Linked DNA regions of Zea mays: region 1 is linked to region 2. A link is a contact called in public Hi-C data. All regions are on one chromosome and are shown on one strand. Each heading gives the region's core, a stretch centred on a gene start, on an enhancer-like site or on the middle of the called end of the contact. The rest is flanking DNA. Distances are from core to core; before and after follow the strand shown.

Region 1 (7,175 bases), core at 4,640-7,139, 160 kb before region 2:
ATGTTTGTTTAAGTCCAACCGTAATCAGATACCAGTATCCCTCCACACTAGAAAGTGATACCGGTCTATTCAAACTTAGGCCAACTCCAGCAAAGCCGTGAATGCGGGCGTGTATAACACTGTTTTTCACTGTAGATGCACTGTTTGCAGAGAGAAGTTTGAAAAAGAGAGTAGGATAAGGAGTGGTATAGGAAGTCTGATGGAGATAGTCTTATTATCGTTGATACTTGAGTGTGAATCATGACCTTTATCATTTACGTTACATTTCATGAACCAAACGGCACCTTAATGGGTTAAGAAAGCACTGATCATAGTCAACTAGCACTACTAAGTACAGACTGCAGAAATTGTATTACCAGACGTAGTTCAGTTTGTAGATTAAAACTGTATTTTGATTTGTGGGTCAAGGACTCACAGCCAAGAATCCAAAATAGATCATGAAAACAGCTAAACTGTATTTTGATTTGTGGGTCAAGGACTCACAGCCAAGAATCCAAAATAGATCATGAAAACAGCTAAATTGTGTATCATTGCCCATTTCTTCATGATAGTAGGAACTACATCAAAAGTTGCAAGGACACTGATTCGAACATTTTGAGTAAAACAAGATCACTAAGCAAGGCACACTGCTGAGTGCTGATGGTATTGCAGGCCTTGAATTCATCTCAAAGCAATCTCTAGTCCAAAGAAAAATCAGGGCCATGTATAAGGTTCCCAGGAAACCAAAAAATAAGAACTTCCACACAAGGACGCTCATAAATATTAAAGTCAAGGGTTAATTAGATACACGCCATAATAATTATGTTGTTTCCGAAGCACGCCATAAGTATTCGTGAAAATATGTCAGTGCCATTATAATTCTTGTGAAAACTGAAAATGCCACTATATACGTCTTAGGGCATCTTCAGGCCCAATGTGCAGGTGTATGGAGAATTTGTATTTTCATATGGACCAAAATACCCCTCCCATTACTTGCAGGCGGGCCCAATGTGTCATCCCCTTCCTCTGTCCTCTCACTAATCCTTCTCATGGACACAACACGCGTATGGCTGGAGCAACCCCCCACGCGCTCGCCGGCATTGGCGCGAGCGGCGGCAACTTCTGCAGCAGGTAGTGCATCCCCTTCGCAGCAGGCCCAAGGAAGCACGGCACGCTGTTCCCGGCAGCGGCGGGCGAGGGCAAGCGGGGAGGGCAGTGGGAACGGAAGCCGCACCCGTGCAGCACAGCAGAGAAAGCACGCCAAGGCCTTGGGCTTGTGGAGCCGCGTGAGTGCGCCCAGGCAGAGGAAGTGGTGTGGACTGATGCTGTCCACAAGCTGTTGGTGTGGGGCCACAAGGCCGACGAGCACCTGCATGGCAGCAAGGCCAGTGAGCCGCACGGACACCTATGTAGCAGCAGTCCTGGCGAGCGGCACAGATGAGTGTAGTAGCAAGAGCAGGAGGCAGTGTCTCGGCCAGCTACCTGCTCGCCCAGAAGTGGTGGTACAGCAGCTCCGCACATCTGGCTGCCTGCTCACCCGGCAGCGGCGGCGCAGTAGCTCCAGCGTCGCACGTTGTTGCTTGCCTCGGCCGCCTGCTGGCTCGGTGGTGATGCGTCAGCACCTTCATGTGCGCTCGCCGGCTGTGCCAGCAAGATCTCGCACGCATTCAGCGCATGGGTCTGATTGAGATGGGGAAGACAAAGGGAGGGAGACTGCGTGGAAGGTTGACAAGTGGGCCCCATGTGTCAATGAGTGTGAGAGAAGAGGAAGGGGCGATCTTGCCCATACGGATATATGATTCCATCCATATGCCTGACAGGGGCCCCAAGTCGTCTCCATATGTGTATAACGGCATATCTCAACTCTCAAACATATGTAAAGTTCCAATGGCGATGGCGTAGTTTCTTGAAATTAATGGTGTGCTTCAAAAACAGTAAAATTATAATGGCACGGATGTACTTAACCCTAGAGTCAAACTACCACGTTTGAGCTCAAGGACTTTATTAACTCATTCAAAGTTGCACCTTTAGTTTCAGCAGGGAGATGTCAAACAGTCAACTCATGTCTAATAAACTATACTAACCATGTAAGTTGTAGGTCTATCAAATAACCAGCATCACATTACATGAATTTCTTTTTAATTGTATTCAAAATTCAAATTACCAATGCAATTTCTTTTAACCATTGGTTATCCTTACTTCTAATTTAAGTTCAGCATAAGTCAAGTCAAACCATAACAAGTACCATATTACTGTTAATTAGCACATATTCCAAGAAAACTTGCATTTGTAAGTTTTGTTCAAGACTGTTAAATTAGTACATATGTCAAGGGACCCAGCATTAGGTAATGGTAGCTCATACTGTTCACAACATTTGATACCGGTTAAGTAAAGCTGGACTTCTCATGGTCATGGACAAATATTGGCAAACTACGTCCACGACTAAGACAACAACAACAAAAAACAAATTCATAGTGGGTAAGTCAAACTACTCATGGACACGCGCGCACCGGGGGGTGTACAAAGAGGCGTGATTTTTTGGCGAAGTGCGTGAATACTGTAATACCGACAGGTAACCAATTACAGAAATAAGCACAGAAAAAGAGTATAGAACAAATGAATGAATGATAAAGCTACAGCCAATCAGAACAAAGGAAACATATAAAGACTTAAGAAACACAAACCTCTCGTTGATGAGTTTCTATCAATTCAAGTTGACGCTCCAAGCCTGTTTGTGTTTCAACAACTTTAGCCACCTCAGCCTGCAAAGAAAATGAAAAAAAAATACTCAGTACAGAATATCATAAGCATGTACAGAAGCTAAAAACTAATCTGAATCCAATGATTTCACTGAGACAATCAGAATTCCTTCCTATAGTTTGGATTCCTTAAGTAAGTGTGAATATTTGTTGAGCTTTTCAGACCTTCGTTGTTCAGACTGATCAGTTGTTAATAAATTGAGAACCTAAACTCCATATCACTTGCCAATAACATTAGTGAACGGGAATAGCATATCTTCATCACTTTCAAACTCCATCTCCCAAAAAAATTGTCCCATCAAAATCGATGACCGAAACAATGGTTGTAAGCTAATAAATATGATGTTATCAAGAAAAAATCAAATCAACATGAAGAATGATAAATTTTAAATGAATTTTGGTGTGCCAATTCTGTATTACTATCCCAAAACTAAGCCACACCAGCAAAAGTTTGTGCAGTCAAATCTCTATGACATCACCTAAATCTCTTCTCGTCACATCAATCTTACAAGTTACAACAATACATAATCCAGAAATGGGAAACTGCGATTCAGGTCTTCACATTGTGGAATTAGATGGAACTAAACCTTCTTGGGCTGCCATTGTCTACTTGTAACAAAGCATACACTATCATTTGTTTTAAACATTATTTTACAAAATGGTAATCAAGAACAATCCAGAATAAGCACAAGGATATGTATAGCCTTGCTAATCTCCTAACTGCAGTTTGCAAGAACTAGAATTTGAAATTTGCCAAATAGTTTGAAACCTCTGGTAACAATACAATGTGGCATGCTGCTCGAAAAAGTGATAATAAATGAAAACACAAACCTCAAGCCTAATAAGAACATTTCTGTTTTGCAGAATTCTCTTATCCCATTCAGCTATTGCGGTGGCATGTTTCCTGAATTTTGCAGTACGGTCTTGAAGCTCATTGTTCCAGTCCCTAATAATCTACAACACAGACAATTGCATGAGCGTGGTTAGTTACAGAAATGAAGTATTCAGCAAGCAGATTCTCTAGCCTCCAGCATATCACCGATACAAAAAAAACGCCAAAGTGAAAATCAGCTAGCTGCAATTTAAACAGATTAGTGCAATACCTCCTCAACATTTTTGCCAACAATTTCTGATGGTAGCTTAGGTGCTTGGGATGCTGCTGGAGTGATAGATGTAGTAGTAGTCGGACTGCACAAAGTAAATGAAAAATATCAGTTCAGAATCAAGAATTAGTAGTAGACATAGACTAAGAAACTTGTACAACCCTGTGCTGCTGACTTGAACAGCTGAGGAAGTTGCTTGAGTTGTGGTGCTGGTGGCTGATGAGCTAGCAGCAGTAGTAGAAACACCTAGTATAAGAAAAACATACAAGTATAATGGTTAGTATAGTGAAGGTACAATAATGTTGGGACCTGAAGCAATGATGTAGATTCATTTGAGATGTTATTATGTTCTACAAACTGGAGGCTGTAACTTCGTGTGTGAATATGATGCTGTAACAATGATGACATTGGGACCAAATCCAGAAGCATAATAATTGGTTCAAACCAGACACGTAGGCATGGTAAAATACCGCTGAACCTCAGTCATCGTCTCATTGAAGACATAAAATTGAAGAACTGCAGATGGTGAATAACCATGTAAGCTCACCAAATGCCAGTGTGGGAGATGAGGTAGAAGCTGGGGTAGTTGTTTGAAGATTAAAATTTGGAAACCCCGTTGTTCCAGTCAAAGGAGCCGTGGTTGTCATGCCTGCAGATGTAGAAGCACTTGTGACAGTGGTGGTAGTGGCAGTAGCTGCAGCTGCTGATGATGATGGCGCAACTGCAAAACTAAAACCACTGGTAGAAACAGCTGGGAACGACGACCCAGATGCTGCAGAAGCTGCAGCCGCTGATGGCACAGTGGAGGAACCAGTTGCAAACACAGAGGCTAAAGTTGGTGTAGAAGCTGCCGAAGATGAACCAAAGGAAAATCCAGGCGTAGTGACAGACGAGCTACCTATTGCACTGGTAGAGAACAATGAGGGAGCAGGTGCAGCCTGCGAAGTGGCCAAGGAGAAGCCAGTGGAGGACGAGGACGCCGGTGTGGTTAGTGTGGTGGCGGATGATGAAAACAAAGAAGGAGCCGTGTTCGCGGTCGTCGCGCTTCCTGATGATGGTGTAAAGCCAAACGATGGGGCGGAAGCGGTTGTTGCTGGCGAAGAAGAGAACCCAAAGGATGGCGTGGTGGTCGCAGCAGACGCTGGAGAAGAAGCGGTGGTGGTACTGAAGAGGGGCGCAGAGGTGGTGGACCCGAACAGCGACGAGCCAGTGGCGCCGCCAAACCCTAAAGCCGGTGCTGATGTCGGCGTGGATGCAGTGCTTGACGCGGCCGGCCCCGAGTTGAACGAGAAGCCAAATGATGGTGCCGGGGCGGCGGCCGTGGTAGTGGTGGAACCGGACGCCGACGAGCCAAAGCTAAATCCCGTGGCCCCTCCAGAGAAGAGGCTTGGAGTGGACGCAGCAGAAGAGGCGGCGCCGAACGGACTAACTGTCGCCGCCGTGGAAGAGGTGGCCCCGAATGGGCTCGGGGTGGTCGCTGCGGAGGAAGTCCCGCCGAATAGGCCCGAGGTGCCACCGAACAGACTCGGGGAGGTTGCCGCAGAGCCAGTGGCGGACGCACCGAAGAGGCCGGGGCTGCTTGCGGCAGTGGAGGTGGCGCCGAAGAACCCAGGGCTGCTTGCGGCGGAGGTAGCAGCGCCGAATAAGCTAAGGGTTGTTCCAGCGGAGGATGCGGGCGTTGCACCGAAAAGGGATGGCGCGGACGCGGCCGATGAGGCCGCCGCCATGGACTGACCGAACGAGAAGGTGGATCCGAATCCGAAAGCGGGAGAGGAGGCGGGTGCGGCGGCGGCGGACGAGGCCCTGAACAGGGAGGACCCAAAAGTTGGAGCAGAAGAAGCGGCGGCGGAGGATGAGGAGAAGAGGGAGGAGCCAAAGGCGGGGGCAGGGGAGGAGGCAGACGCCGGCTGGGAGAAGGAGAAGGCTGATGGGGTGGAGGAGAAGGGGGAGGAGGCCGTGGAGCCCGCGGTCGCGGAGCTGCCGAAACCGAAGGAGGTCGCCATTGCTGGGGCGGGGATGATTTGGGCGAGATTTTAGCGTGGTTCTGCCGCTGCTGGCTCCAGCTCCACGGCCGAACGGCTTATGAAAAACGTTGTTTGGACTACATATGTCAACAGGGACCGATACCTGATAATCCGTGGGGAATTTCTTTTTTAGGGCACGAGATAAAAATTGTCGACCGTCGACTGTTATTACACACTAGCGACTTCACCAGCGACGAGGAGCACCGTCGACTGCTAAAAGCCTAGGACGACGATGACGACCATGGATCCTCAGACGCCAACGAACTCAGATGGTGACCAAAGAAGGTGAGGAGACTCCATTTCTCCATTTCTTCTATTGGTCCAAAAGTACTGATTTTTTTTGATGGATGAATGAATAGATCATGGTTCATGGTTGAGTGTTTGCTGATGTGGTGATGTCTAAAATTTGCATAGTTTGTGCTTGCTGTTAGTACCTAGTTATCCCTTAATTGGGGGATGGGGACCCATTGGGGACCCGAAACCCGAATGGGAATGGGTATGGGGATGGAGATAGGTATAGGGATAGTTCAAACATAATGGGGATGACCGGATGAGTATGGTATGCTATAAACCGGTCGGGAATTCCCCATTGACATCGTTAGTTTGGACGTTGTTTGGACTTTAGGCGAGGAAGTATTTGATACCTGCCTCACCAACTATTCAGACTCGGTGTATATTTGGATCCAGTAGTGCTCGGCAACACGTCGTCGCTCTTTTGGTGTTCCCGGGCTCGACAACTCGTCTGAAAAGTGAGATTTGCATATGAAGGTTTGCTAACAGCACACACCTCGATAAAAAACGTTGATGTCCTCACATTCCTCAACTCACCCTCGTCTGTGACTTAACCCTAACTTCTTCTAGAGGCTCCTCCTTCCAGCGTCGTCAAGCTCCTTCGTCGAAGGTCCTCCCCTGCAATGTTGACGAGGAGAAGAAGAGAATAGTGGTTGAGCTCGCCGCATTCGATCAACTCAACAAGCTGCCGCCAGCTGCCGTCGTTGGTAAGGATTCATCCTCCTCCCCCATGGTCAACGGTGTAGCCTTCGGTATGGATTCTTCCTCCTCCACTCGATCTCCTCCAACGATGTCCACCGAATAGCCTCACTCATGGAGCACTTCGACCATCACCACTCAAGCGTCATCAGCATCAACTGTGTCTATAACAGACGCAATACTTTTTTAAGAACTAAATTTAGTTGTACTGAATGTTTGTAGAACCTTAGCTAAACTGAATCGAGTATGGTGGCATGAACTGAATTGGGTACTAAAATGGATGCTCTGTTTCTTTTGTTTTGCAGTATGCTAGGAACAAA
Region 2 (6,883 bases), core at 558-3,057:
ACTTATATGCTTCTAAACAGCGGGAATACCCTTCTGCAGCCTAGTATCAGCAAAGGATTTGAGTGAATCTTATTTCGCACAAAACTGTCAATTCAAGGCATAGTCCATTGTTCAGTTGTGAATGAGTGAAACTCTTATTCTAGATGGATGTTCAACTTAACAGTCTCCATCGAAACACTGGTATATCAAAAAATTGTGATTCTGATACTTCATCATTACAAACCCTAGAGTTTGGTGGGAATTGTTGGATCTTTTATGGGCTTGGCCCATTTATTGAATAAACTCTATGGTGTGTAATGGTGGAGAATACCAATAGTACCACATTGGAAGTCCAAGGGTCTTTTGCCTTGACTTATATGGTGGGATTTATTCCACTTAACTTGAGAAGTCAAGAAATGGACAAGGGCGTGCCACACGCGCGCGCGCGCCGCCGCCGCCGGCGGCCGGGCCGGGCGTGGCGTGGCGTGGCGAGGCGAGGCAGGCAGGCAGGCGAGCGGGCGTGGCGTGGCGTGGCGTGGCGTGGCGTGGCGTGGTTGTGTTAATTTTTAGCACTCACTAACCGCGTACGTCAGCCGAGTGACCCTGTCTCTTCGTCTGCCGAGTGACCCTGTCTCTTCGCCAGCCAGCCGAGTGACCCGTCTCCTTCAGAATCCGACTTATGGCGTGACTCGGCAAGAGCTGGCCGACTCATGGCATAACTCGGCTAGAGCTGGCCGACTCTTGGCGTGACTCGGCGACCTTTCTCCTTCAGCTTCCCTCTGCGAGAGGTTAAATAGAGGAGCACCCCTGTCACTCGGTACACGCGAGAACACACTTTCAGTCTCACAGTCCAGCCGCCGAGTGAGGGTATTTCCATCTCGTGACTCTGCGCGCACAGAGAAGCGAGAGGGCAGGTGCCTCCGAAGCCGGTGCCGTTCGAGACCTTGCACGGGGGATCGGCAATTAGGTTTTTTGGGAGCGTCTACGCGACTGCCCAAAACATCTCCAACATGACAAAAGAAGCTGGTCAAGGATCTGGATCATCAGAGCGCATCGGAGGGTATGATCAGTTTATTTACTTACTGTTTTACGTTCTGCAGATTACATATGATTCATATGTTCACCTCTGCAGTTTCATATGTAGTCATGTATTTATCTCTTCTGTTCTGTCATTTTATAATATGTTATATTTGTTTGTTTTAGTTTTACAGTCATGCTGTTTATATTGCTATCTACTTATTTTTAGTTGTTCCGTAATAATTCATGAACCATGTTTATATACTTATTTTATTTACATGCTTTATGTTCCCTTGATCCATATTGGTATGGATCAATTTAAGATCACGATTTCTATGGTTAATTATTTATATGTCATCATCATAATGTTAATTTATGGAATTAAAATAATACGGAAAATGCCTATAATTCTAACATATATACTAAATGTTTTATATTAAGTCATACATAATATTTATATAAATTTTTAGATCATACAAAACGAATTTGATATCGCGCGCAGGGTCGCGCGATATACACTAGTATTTGTTTAATTTTAGGTATAGTGAACTATAGCTGCCAAACACCCAGAGTACGACCTCACCGCCTCACAGTCGCGCATGCAGCACCACTCGTCACATGAGTGCATGACCCGCGTCGGAAAACCACACCCGTCACACTTGACCCTATCCCGATTTCAAACGCACGCCGCGCATAGCCCGCAGCCCCGCACCCGCAACGTCTTCTGACGCCGCGGACCCCGCCCGCCCGCGTCCGCAGAATCTCCGCATCAGCCTCCGCACGCACGGATTTGTAAGCATCCCACATCCAGCAAGAGTCCACCTCACTGCCTCCGCCCGCCCCTCCGCCACGGCGCCCACCCACCGCCACTCCCCTAAAACCCTCACCACCGCCACGGCGCCACCCCCGCTTTCTAGTACCATTCCCTAAGCGCCGCCGCTCGCCCGCGGCGGTACCCCGTCCTCGCGATGTCGTCGACCTCCGGCGCTCTGCCGCAGCCTCGCCGCGGGCGTCCCGGTCCCTGGCCCCCGGCGCCGCCCCCGCAGCCGCAGGCGCAGCCGCTCTCCTGGGCTAAGCGCACAGGTTTCCAGTCCCGCGTCTCCGGCGAGTCACTGCCTTCGTCTTCCGCCCACAACTCCGGTCAGGCCCCCCTCCCTCGCCCTGCTGAGGCCCCTTCCGATCTGGAGTCGGGCCCGCCGGCCCGGCCCAGCTCCACCCTCCCGGCCCCTCCGGCCGCCGCGGGAAATGGCGAGCGGCAGCATCCCCCACCGCCGCCTCCTCAGGCGAGGACGAGGAGGAGGGACTCCGATAGCGGAAGGCCGAATGGGCAGATAGCCGCGCCTTCGCTTCCGCAGCTACAGGAGGAGGAGGAGGCGCCGGAGCGGCCGGCTCATGTGAAGTACGAGCTCCGTGACACTCCAGGAATATGTGAGTACCCGACGGAGGAAGAGAAATGTGCACGGGCGATGTGTGCTATGGGTAATGATGGACGGTGCATTGATTTAATCGGTTTTAAGCTGCGTTGCAGTTCCTCTGGTGGTATACGGATTCCAGCATTATATTTCCATGGTCGGTTCAATCATCCTGATTCCTCTCGTGATGGTCCCTGCTATGGGTGGCTCGGCTGTGAGTTCTGGAATTGAATTTGTTGTATCTCGTGCACCATTACTGATTTATTGGGTTTCTTACTGAATACTAGGTTATATTTGGTCGTGTTTGGGTCAGGATGACATGGCGGCAGTGGTATCCACAGTGTTGCTCGTCACCGGGGTGACTACATTGCTGCACATGTTTGTTGGAACGAGACTGCCACTTGTGCAGGGTCCATCCTTTGTATACCTGGCTCCTGCGCTTGCGATCATCAACTCACCAGAATTATTTGGGATCAATGATAATGTATGCACGAATTTTTGTGTCTTATGTTGTTGCATGCCTAGAACATGGCAAATGTTTCAGTCATGCAAGGCCTGTTTGTTTTCTACTAGCAGTCCTGACTGAGCTTAACAATTTGCATTTCATTGCAGAATTTTAAACACATAATGAAGCACCTGCAGGGAGCTATAATAATTGGAGGTGCATTCCAAGTGTTTTTGGGATACACAGGCCTCATGTCACTATTTCTTAGGTCTACCTCCTTTTCTTTTGATAAAATATAAACCCGTTTTCTTATCCCTTTACGTGCGCAAATCATTATTTAATGCAAAACATGATTGGCCTTAGTAGTGAATCAATAAAAAAATGTTTTTGGTGGCATACACACTTAGGATATATAAGGTTTGACCTGAAGTTTTGTTCTGATTTCTGAATGCCAAATATCTGAAGTATATAACAACTTTTGCATGAGCTTGAAACCATCTAACATGGCCATACAGTAGGAGCAATGCACATACATATTGTTGAATATTGATGGCTTAAAAGCTACAAGGATCATTGTTGTTATGGGTTGGCCGCTTTGTGTTGGTTTCTAAGTGTAATTGTGTAAACTGTTTGTCTCCCAGACATAAACATCTTTTCATGTTTCTGTAACTGATGAATAGAATTACTCATGTGCCTCGTCTTTTTGTTGTATAATTCACCATATGTTACAGTGACAAGTAGTAATACTCAGGGTGATATATATCTTATTTGTGTGATTTGTCTTCATCTGCTTATTTCAGGTTGATAAATCCAGTTGTTGTCTCGCCAACAGTGGCAGCTGTTGGGCTTTCATTTTTCAGTTATGGTTTCACGAAAATTGGGACATGTATAGAGATGGGAATTCTGCAGTTATTGATGGTGGTTATTTTTGCACTTGTGAGTATGCAGGAAATCATTTTTAGACACAATGTGATATAATGCAAATAACACATTTTTTGTCCTTTTTCTGACCATTATCTATTTAACTTGTGACAGTACCTCCGGAAAATAAAGCTATTTGGGTACAGAGTGTTTCTTATTTATGCGGTAAGATTTTCTCTTATGAAGTTATGATGTTGATTGAATGTGTGGATCTGTGCTGCATGCTGGTTGATATGAGAGGCTAATTTCTGAACTACTGATGCTGCCTCTTTAGGTTCCTCTTGGATTAGGAATCACATGGGCTGTTGCTTTCGTTCTCACAGCAACTGGAGTTTATAGCTACAAAGGTTGTGATGCAAATATTCCTGCCTCAAATAATGTATCAGCCTTTTGTCGGAAGCATGTATTGAGGATGAGATCTTGCCGTGTAGACACTTCGCATGCCTTAAGATCTTCACCCTGGTTCAGATTTCCCTATCCATTGCAGTGGGGAACTCCAGTTTTTTCCTGGAAAATGGGCCTTGTGATGTGTGTTGTATCAGTTATTGCTTCTGTTGATTCTGTAAGTTGATGACTCCTCTGAAGTTTGATCCTAACTACAATATTTTGCACGGTGTCTTTAAGTTTCATAATAAATTTGCACTGCATTATGTGGATTGGATCTGCCCCAGTAGCACACTACCTTCATTTGTAAACTCCTTTATCAACTTGGCATAGGCCTTCTTCTTGGGCACATGTTTTGCTCTGCTAATGGTTCCTGGAAATTAGCTAGCTTAGTAACGACAGTGTCTTCTTATAATTAAAAGTTCAGAAGCAACCATTTGACTCCAGTATACTTATTGTTCAAGTTTGTCTCTCCTAACAATATGTTTGTGCCTTTTCAACTTAAGGTCGGTTCCTACCATGCATCGTCTTTGTTTGTGGCTACCCGGCCACCAACCTCTGGAGTTGTTAGCAGAGGCATTGGTGTTGAGGGTGTATCTACAGTCTTGGCTGGCCTTTGGGGGACAGGAGTTGGTTCTGCAACAATAACAGAGAATGTACACACAATTGCTGTGACTAAAATGGGTAGTCGACGAGCAGTTGGATTCGGTGCTATTTTACTTATACTGCTTTCTATTGTTGGTAAGAAAACTATTTTGCATTTTCATTTCAGTGAAAAAATTCTCATGCTGTGAGAAAAGGTAATCAAAGGTTCTTGCTTATCACTGTTATTATGACTCTTTTGTAGGAAAAGTCGGTGCATTCATTGCTTCTATTCCTGATGTTATGGTTGCTGCTCTCCTTTGCTTCATGTGGGCTATGCTCTGTGCTCTTGGCTTGTCCAATCTTCGTTACAGTGCTACTGGAAGCTCCAGAAACAGTATTATAGTTGGGCTGGCTTTATTCTTGTCCCTATCAGTTCCTTCTTACTTCCAGCAGTACGGTGTACATCCTAGCGCAAACTCATCAGTGCCAACTTACTTTCAACCATACGTTGTTGCATCTCATGGACCTGTTCACACTGGATCGGGCGGGGTATGTACTCAAGCTTCCAATCTTTTTTTCCACCAGAATCCTTTATCCTATTTTGCTTTTTATTTGTGACCTGTTCACACTGGATCGGGCGGGGTATGTACTCAAACTTCCAATCTTTTTTTCCACCAGAATCCTTTATCCTATTCTGCTTTTTTATTTGTGCATTATATAGTTTAAAAGTGGGTATTAATGCCTAAAATTCAGGTCAATAAAACTGCAACCTTAACTGGGTCATATGAGCCTCTGATTTGCTTGCCTGAGACATGCTTCCACCCTATTGTTTCCGGTGCCGTAACTGCATGTCCATTTGTGCCACTGTCATGCGGACCCTGTCACCATCCCTCTTCTTTGTGTCCATAGCCTTGAACAGAACTCAGTGTCTCTCTCTTCCCCACCCCGTTTCTAGTGCTAATTTCCCCAGTGTCTCTCTCTTCCCCACCCTGTTTCTGCACACATCGCCACTTGTTTATGCCGCTGGCTTACGAGGAAGGCAAACCACCTAAGCTTGTTCCTGTGCTGAAATTGTCGACCAGCACCCAGGTGGCCAGGTGGCATCGATAAGAATAGAGTATCATAGATAATAGATTGTTGAAGGGGTCTGACTACATAATGTCCAGCTATAAACAACCCATTTGAATGTTATAAAATAGTGCAGCAAAATTAAACTTTGGGAGGCTTTATTGCTGCACAAATGGAATAGTTTTGGGATTCTATTGTTCAACTTAAAAAAGGGACGGTGAAAAGAAGATAGCATACGAAGACACTAGAAGGGTTTATACGCTTGCCAGTTTAAGCTTGTTCTTCAACTGAAATTAGTCAAGTATGATAGTTGTAGTAGGTAAAAAATCTGATGCTTGATGTGCTAAAGTACATGTTTGGTTGTTTAGGCTTGAAGGATAGCGACTTTTATTGCTGTCCATTTTGAGCATGGATCTTCAGCTCCTTGGGTCAAGTGGTTTCAATGATATTCTTCTTTTTATTTGCCCTTTTTCCTTTTAGTTCCAAATCCTGACAATGTCATGCTAGAGAAGCAAAAATAAATATAACATTGTCTTGATTTTTATGATTATTTCTTGAGACCCGAATGCCTAAATTGTTGAATTATACTATCAATCCAACCTATTTGAAGGCTTAGGACACTATTATACCTTACATTTTCGTAAGAAAAGAGTTATAATCAGTCGATCCTACAGAGGGCATGTAACGCCCTGTCATAATGTAATTTTGACACCCTTGGTTATATCCAAGCATTTCATTGCAATTTCGTTATCTGCTTGCATTTCAGGTGAACTATGTCCTCAACACGATACTTTCACTCAACATGGCCATTGCGTTTCTGGTTGCTCTGGTACTTGACAACACAGTCCCTGGTGGTCGTCAAGAGCGGGGATTGTATGTATGGTCAGAAGCAGAGGCAGCGATGAGAGAATCGACTTTCATGAAAGACTATGAACTTCCTTTCAAGATCGGACGCCCGTTCAGGTGGGTGAAGTGTGTTGGTCTATAACACAATTTTGGGTAGTTTGTAGCTGTGGCAAACTTTGAAGATCTCAAGCTTTCATGAATCATGACTGATCGTTTCTCGACAAGG

The links. A called contact is a pair of places that touch in the nucleus more often than the background predicts.
Region 1: a contact with region 2 is called in a Hi-C map of tassel, with 2.5 times the contacts expected there. The contact joins the promoter of LOC100382780 here to the promoter of LOC100279219 in region 2. A contact is called at or near these places in 5 of 25 Hi-C or Micro-C datasets (bundle sheath, ear, leaf and 1 more).

What each region holds. Positions count from the first base shown.
Region 1 is chr8:173,608,712-173,615,886 of Zm-B73-REFERENCE-NAM-5.0, reverse strand. It overlaps LOC100382780, which reads right to left and starts at 5,889. Exons shown (of 9, transcript NM_001175489.2): 1 at 4,389-5,889; 2 at 4,003-4,087; 3 at 3,842-3,926; 4 at 3,570-3,692; 5 at 2,664-2,741. The coding sequence starts at 5,844.
Region 2 is chr8:173,444,684-173,451,566 of Zm-B73-REFERENCE-NAM-5.0, reverse strand. It overlaps LOC100279219 (Nucleobase-ascorbate transporter 12), which reads left to right and starts at 1,807. Exons shown (of 10, transcript NM_001152243.1): 1 at 1,807-2,424; 2 at 2,525-2,622; 3 at 2,722-2,892; 4 at 3,021-3,121; 5 at 3,654-3,789; 6 at 3,889-3,939; 7 at 4,049-4,336; 8 at 4,665-4,899; 9 at 5,006-5,292; 10 at 6,578-6,883. The coding sequence starts at 1,965. The coding sequence ends at 6,799.